Linked DNA regions of Macaca mulatta: region 2 is linked to region 1. The links are chromatin contacts, called in public Hi-C maps. All regions are on one chromosome and are shown on one strand. Each heading gives the region's core, a stretch centred on a gene start, on an enhancer-like site or on the middle of the called end of the contact. The rest is flanking DNA. Distances are from core to core; before and after follow the strand shown. Region 1 holds the start of LOC144336454. Region 2 holds the start of RTTN (rotatin).

Evidence for each region. Hi-C and Micro-C count contacts between places; a contact is called where the count stands out from the background.
Region 2: a contact with region 1 is called in a Hi-C map of fetal cortex germinal zone, with 1.8 times the contacts expected there. The contact joins the promoter of RTTN here to the promoter of LOC144336454 in region 1. A contact is called at or near these places in 3 of 14 Hi-C or Micro-C datasets (cortical neurons, fetal cortex germinal zone and liver).

Annotation. Positions count from the first base shown.
Region 1 is chr18:10,399,516-10,402,745 of T2T-MMU8v2.0, forward strand. It overlaps LOC144336454, which reads right to left and starts at 1,681. Exons shown (of 2, transcript XM_077975093.1): 1 at 228-1,681. The coding sequence starts at 1,681. The coding sequence ends at 314. It overlaps SOCS6 (suppressor of cytokine signaling 6), which reads right to left and starts at 1,060. Exons shown (of 2, transcript XM_001095656.5): 1 at 1,015-1,060.
Region 2 is chr18:10,487,280-10,490,509 of T2T-MMU8v2.0, forward strand. RTTN (rotatin) reads left to right here and starts at 1,683. Exons shown (of 49, transcript XM_077974806.1): 1 at 1,683-1,751; 2 at 2,089-2,276; 3 at 3,140-3,230. The coding sequence starts at 1,721.

The sequences.
Region 1 (3,230 bases), core at 431-2,930:
TTGTTGAAATGAATTCAACATTATTTCTTTTGCTACCGGAAGACTGAGTTCTGCCACATATTCCCACCTGGCCCTTCATTCCAAACAGTGGGGACGGGAACCCCAGTTTCACATTCCAACTGAACGACAAGTTGGCGCACACATTACCGCATACATCCCAAGTTTTGTGCCAGGACCTGCCCCTGAGAAACGTCCATAATTCTGCTCTGTGAGCCACAGGGGTGTACCTGAAGTTGCCAACTCCCGAAGCAAACTGAAAATTCAGGCCCGTGTCGGTCCCAGGAGCGGTTTAAATTCCACAATCGTCTCCTCCCTATACCCGGGTGAGTGCGCTGCCGGCCGGCGGCACCTTCAGCGGCAGAGCAGCCCCGGCCTGCATCTCCACCAGCGCCGGCGCGACCTCGCGGTGGGGCGGGGGCGTCCCCGAGTCCCAGCGCCGCGCCCCAGGCCCGCCCTCGCGTCTGCGGCCTCGCCGCGCCCCGACCCCGAGCCCCAGCCCGCGGAGGTCCGAGAAGGGACCCGGCCGGGGCGCAGAGCCGCGGAAGCCCCGCGCCGCCGCCCAGGCCTCGCGGAGCCCCGGCCTCTCCCCGGCGAGCTGCGGGCAACAAAGGCGGCGGCCCGGGCCGGCGCGCCGCGGCCGAAGAGGCCGAGGGGTCGGGAAGAGCCGCCCGCGGCCGCGCAGGCCTCGGCCCTTCAGGGGCCGCCGCGCCCCGGCCCCGGCTCCCCGGTTCCCGCGTCCCCGCTCCCGGGCCTGGGCCCGGTCCCCGTTCCCTGTTCCCCGGCCCTGGCCCCCGCCCGCGCACCCGCCGAGACGGCGCAGGGCCTCGCGCTGCCCCAGACCCGCCGCTGCAGCCCAGCGCCTGGCGGCCTCCCCGGCCCGGCCCGCGCCAGATCCGCCCCCTGCGCCCCGAGGCGAAAACCAGCCCCGCGGCCGGTGCCCCGCACCGCGAACGAGCCGAAGGCGGACGGCGAAGCTCGGCCCCTGCCTCCCGCCCGGGCTACCCGGACGCTCACCCGGAGGCGGCCCGGCTCCGCTTCCTCGCCCAGCGCCGGCGCGACTGCCGCGCTCGCCTTCTCTCCGCAACTCCTCCTCCCGCCTCCTTCCTCCTCCTCCTCCTTCAGGAGGGGCGCGCAGCCGCGGCGCCTCGGCCGGAGCGGGGAGCGGGTGCGGAGGAGCCGAGCGGGCCGCCCCGCGCCCACTACTCCGGCCGGCGGCGCAGGCGGGGTGTCGGGGCGCGCGGGACTGAGGCCGGGGGCCGCGCGGGGTGGGGCGGGGGCCGGGCACTAAGTGGGGGTTGCAAGGGGTGGGGCGCCGGGCCGGGGTCGTGGGGCGGGCGGGGCGCAGATCCCGGATCCCTACCCCCCGCGCCCCTCCACTGGTGCCTGCAGGCGGGCGCTCCTCCCGCCCCCAGTGTCCCTGTCCTGGTTTTTCCTTTGGTGCCTTCCCTCTGGCGGGGGTGGCCCCGGCTAACGCGGAAAGGATAGTCTCCTTGACCCCCCGGCCCCGCGGATTTGGCGGCTGCTGTCCCTGTGCCCCTGCGGCCGGCGGCCGGACCCCTGCACTGCCCGGGTCCGCTGGGCTCGCGCAGGGACCCCGGCCTCGTCCCCGCAGAGAGGGGACCCCAGGACAGACGCGCGCGCACGCTGTGCAGAGCCACAAGTGGGGAAACCCTCCCCACATCTCGACTGAATTGTGAAAAACGCTTTTTAAAAAGACAAACTTATTCCTTTTTTCAAGCCATCTGCTTTTCCATTTAGTCGTTTTCAGGGAGATTTTGTACAAGTAATAGTTGTTTGTGCCGCCCAATTCCAAGGTACTGTGATACACAAGTTGCATGTTGGAAACATGACTAATTTCTTTTGAAACTGGCTGGACATACTACTAATGTATAGCGGTACCACAAAAACTTGATTTTTGTCCATAAGAATCAATAGGAAAATTTGTATTTCTCTTACGATGAAAAGTGGTTTAAAAATGAATATCATTAGTATTTCAATAAAGCTTGGGGGGAGATAAGTATTATTAAAATCTAACAAGAATTATTGTGGACTTTAAAAGTTGTGTTTCTTGAATAGTATAGACCTTTTTAAAAGAAAACTGAAAGTACAGAGAAAAAAGGGCTAGAAAAAAAATCTAAAAAGTTGTTCAGGTATGAGTTTGTACCCAAATTATATCTCAATAAAGTTGTTAGTTACAAAAAAGTTCAAGTACAGTAATCTTAATTCCTATGTCCAATATACAATCTAGATTTCCGCAAGAATAACAGTGAAGTTGTATCTTTAGGTGATGCGAAGTTGATGTCATTTGTTATGTATCATACACTGTCATCTTCAGTTTTTACTTTGAATTTATTAGTAAAATACTACCATTATTGTTACCGTGATTGAAATGCAACACAATTCTCAAATATCTAATTACAGTGATTGGAGAATGTAGGTTGAAATAGAATTGTCAGAGAGGTTAGTGGGAAACACAACAAATAGTAATTAACAGTGGCTCATGCTTGTAATCCCAGCACTTTGGGAGGCCGAGGCGGGCAGATCACGAGATCAGGAGTTCGAGACCAGCCTGGCAAACACAGTGAAACCCCATCTCTACTAAAAATACAAAAAGTAGCTGGACGTGGTGGCAGCTGCCTGTAATCCCAGCTACTGGGGAGGTTGAAGCAGGAGAATCGTTTGAACCCGGGAGGCGGAGGTTGCAGTGAGCTGAAATCGCACCACTGCACTCCAGCCTGAGTGACAGAGCTAGATGCCATCTCAAAAAAAAAAAAAAAAGAAGGAAAGAAAGAAAGGAAGCAAATCCTACTGCCTCGGGGTGCCAGTGTCTCCTCATTTTTTCTAAAAAGGACAACTGGCAGGAGCTGTGCAGCAGGGGATTAGTGAGCCTTTCACACAGCAATGGGGCTGTGCAGGATGGGGAAGAGTTGACTCTTCCAGGAGACACTTAAATGTATGGTTAAGACCCTGGGGTTCTGAGTCTGGCAGAGCTGGACCAGAAGCTCAGTTTTGTCACACAGCTGTGTGACCTCAAACAAGTTTCTCAGTTGTAACCTCAGTTTCTATTTTTGTAAAGGGAGGTGAGGGAGCTTGATATTTATTATGTCAAATAGTTGTAAGATTACATGAAATAATGCACAAAAACCACTAGGTGCCTAATCTAGGTAATAAAATTTTATGAGTCAGGCCTTGCATTCAGCTCTTTTGAATATGTTATGGCCTTTAATTTT
Region 2 (3,230 bases), core at 433-2,932, 88 kb after region 1:
TTTCGCCTGTTGAGGTCAGTTGATGAAGAGCTGGAAGAGTTGGAACCGCTAGAAGGTGGAATGGAGAATATCCAGCATGCTAGCAGCTCTCTCGCCCTTCCTCTCTTCTTCCTCGAGATAATATGGCCACCTTGAATTTTGTTCGTTTCCCGAATTTGACACACTCCCTCTGAGTTCTTGCATTTGCAAATACAGTTTTCTCTAGCAGGAATTCCCTTACCCAACTTCTTTGTGTGGCAAACTCCTACTTACTCTTTAAGATCCAACTCAAATACCATCACTCTCTTATCTACACACAAGAGGAGGCAGCAGGGTACTATGAATAGAACAAAGAAACATCAGGTCAGGTCCTCAATCTGTTACTTGCTAGTTAACGTGACTGTGTGGGGGTACTTCTGTGATTCCTCTCTGGCAAAATAGGAATGGGAATACAGTAGGCCTCTGCTGTCCACTGGTTGCACACAGAGAATTCAACACACAGGGGATGGAAAATATTCGGGGGAAAAAACCCCACAATTGAAAATAACAATACAACAATTAAAAAATAGTATGAATAAAAAGTACAGTGTAACAACTATTTACATAGCATTTACATTGTATTAGGTATTGTAAGCAATCTAGAGATGACTTAAAAGTATACAGGAGGATGTGTGTAGGTTATATGCAAATATGACACCATTTTATAAAACAGACTTAAGCATGGGTGGATTTGGGTATTTACGGGGGTCCTAGAACCAATTACCTAGGGATACCGAGGGCCCACTTTACCTGCCTTGACATCCCTTTCCCCGGGAAAGTGAAAGGATCAGAGCGAGAAAATGCTCTCTAAAATGCAAATCATTTTCCAAATGCAATTTTGTTGTTGATCTTACCGCTGCTTTGAATTAAAAAAAAAAAAAAAAAAAAAGAAAAAAAAAATGATTTGCTCAGCTCGATTACTGTGCACGGTGCAAAAAATCAACTTTGGTGGCATTCAGCAAATCATACACCCAAGTCCCGCCTTTATTTTCCTTTTTGCAGCCCGGTTTCTCTCTTCTGCTCATTCATACCCGCCCACCCCGCTTTTGTAGCTTGCTTGTTCATATCTGAACTTGGGTATCCAAAGGCACTGCTTGACTTTGCAGGTACATTTCACAGTTAAAGAGGGTCCGTCATTTAGTAGTCGGGGATGGGAAGAACTGTCACAAAGCAAAAGTCTACATTCTAAATCGTGAAGTTCTGGGAGCTGAGAATCATACTGGCAGGGCCAAGAACGAATCCGTCGCTGAGCGAGGAGGCGGGGCTCCTGTCGGGGCCTCTTGCAGCCCGCGCTGGGTTCCTGAATTCCCGCGCTGTAAGCCGGAACCCCAGGCCAGCGGGCGCCGCGGCGGGACCGGAGCTGGGTGCAGGACGCACGACCCAGCCAGAACTACAACTCCCGACGTGCGCGGCGGCCAACGCCGGTTCTACCCCTGCTTGTTGCTTTCTTTTTTTTTTTTCCCTCTTCTTGCGACGGAGACTGCTGTCCAGGAAGTGCGCAGTAGTGATTCTAGAAAGGCTGGAAGCTCTCCTGGCGACGCGGGGCCCGCGAACGGCTCACGGAATGCCTCCTACTCCTAGTGAGCGCAGGCGTTGCGGAACCCACCGTCCCACAGGACGTGTTTCCGGGAGACATTAATTGTGGCCGGACTCAGTGGCGCGGCAGTTTAACTCTCCGGCGGCTGCCGATTGATGGGACGAGATGGTCCTGGCGGGGCTCATCAGAAAACTCGGTAACTGTCAGGTTGCCCCTCGCCTAAGGCACCCTCCCCTGCCCTGGCCACTTGCTGAGAATGGTCGTGTCACGTTTCCGCGGCCGGCCACTCCGCGACCGCTGCCTCTTTCGCCCCCGCTTTGCCCGGGTAGCCCTCGGGGACCCATCTCGGACTTTGTGTAAACTCCGCGGTTGGCGTCCCGAAGGCACCAGCGGCCTGCTTCTGAAAAAACTGGTTTATTCCATCTTCACGCCGCTCCTGCTCATAGCATAAGTAACGTAGTTTTAGAATGAAATCTGGGTGGGCGTCTCTTTGCAGTGGGGAACTAAAATAGTTTTGTGCCGTTCGTTGACAGGTCATCAGCTGGCCGAGATCAGGGAGCGCGCTCTCAAGAGTATTCTCTGCAAGATTGAGCACAACTTAATCTGCTACGCTGATCTCATTCAGGAGAGGCAACTTTTTCTTCATTTGCTGGAATGGTTCAATTTCCCGTCCGTTCCAGTGAAGGAAGAGGTTCTGAACTTGTTAAGCAGATTGGTTAAGGTAGGATCATTTTGAAATAAAATAATCAGACGAGTGACTGTTTCTTAGTCTTTTAATTGTAGCGTTTATTGAAAGTTAAATAATTGGGGTTAAAGGGTTTTTTTTTTTTAAACAACCAGAGATGTTTAATTCATCTGGGTATATATTGCTCATCTTTTATTTGTGATACTGAATCCCACAGAGTCTCTGCCGTGTTCAGAAGTAACACAGAACTTCTTTTGAGATTTGGTGTATTCTGATTTTTGGAGTTATCTTTGGAGGTTAATATTTGTATTCTGTTTTTATTTTCTGATATTTACATCTTAAAAATTAGATGTGTCAATATGAAAGGGAGCACGTTTAAAAATAATGTTACATAACCGTGATTCATAAATACTAATGTTAAGTTGCTTCCCCGTATGCTTTTAGATTGGTATTCTTATGCCTACCTCAAGAGTAGTTAGCTGTCAGGGTCAGATATCAAAGTGTAAGTTTAACCTTTCAAAACGAAATCACTGTACAACGGTAGAGGAATCTTACTACTTTGACATCATGGTAACCGGCTGGGGCTGGGACCAGAAGGTGAGCGTCAGTGGAAAAAAGTAACCCATTACAAAAATAAGAGTAGGGATTGATAATGTGCATTTCTAGTGTTCAGTGTGTTGGCTCATCTTTCATAAACGTTATCAAGTGTTGGTTGTATGTCTCTATGAGTATGTACTCCTCATGGAAGTGCCTTACTTCGGGGCAGAGCCATGAAGGATTTGTTTTTCAGAAAAGGAACATCCGATATACCAAAAATAATTTTATGTTTTGATTGCTGTAAGTTAAGGTTTAGAGATTTTGATAGAGTTATTCTCAAGATCATCCTCTTCTTATTTTAGTATCCCCCAGCAGTCCAGCATTTGGTTGACCTTGGTGCAGTAGAGTTCTTAGCTAAGCTTCGGTCGAATGTGGAGCCGAATCTGCAGGCTG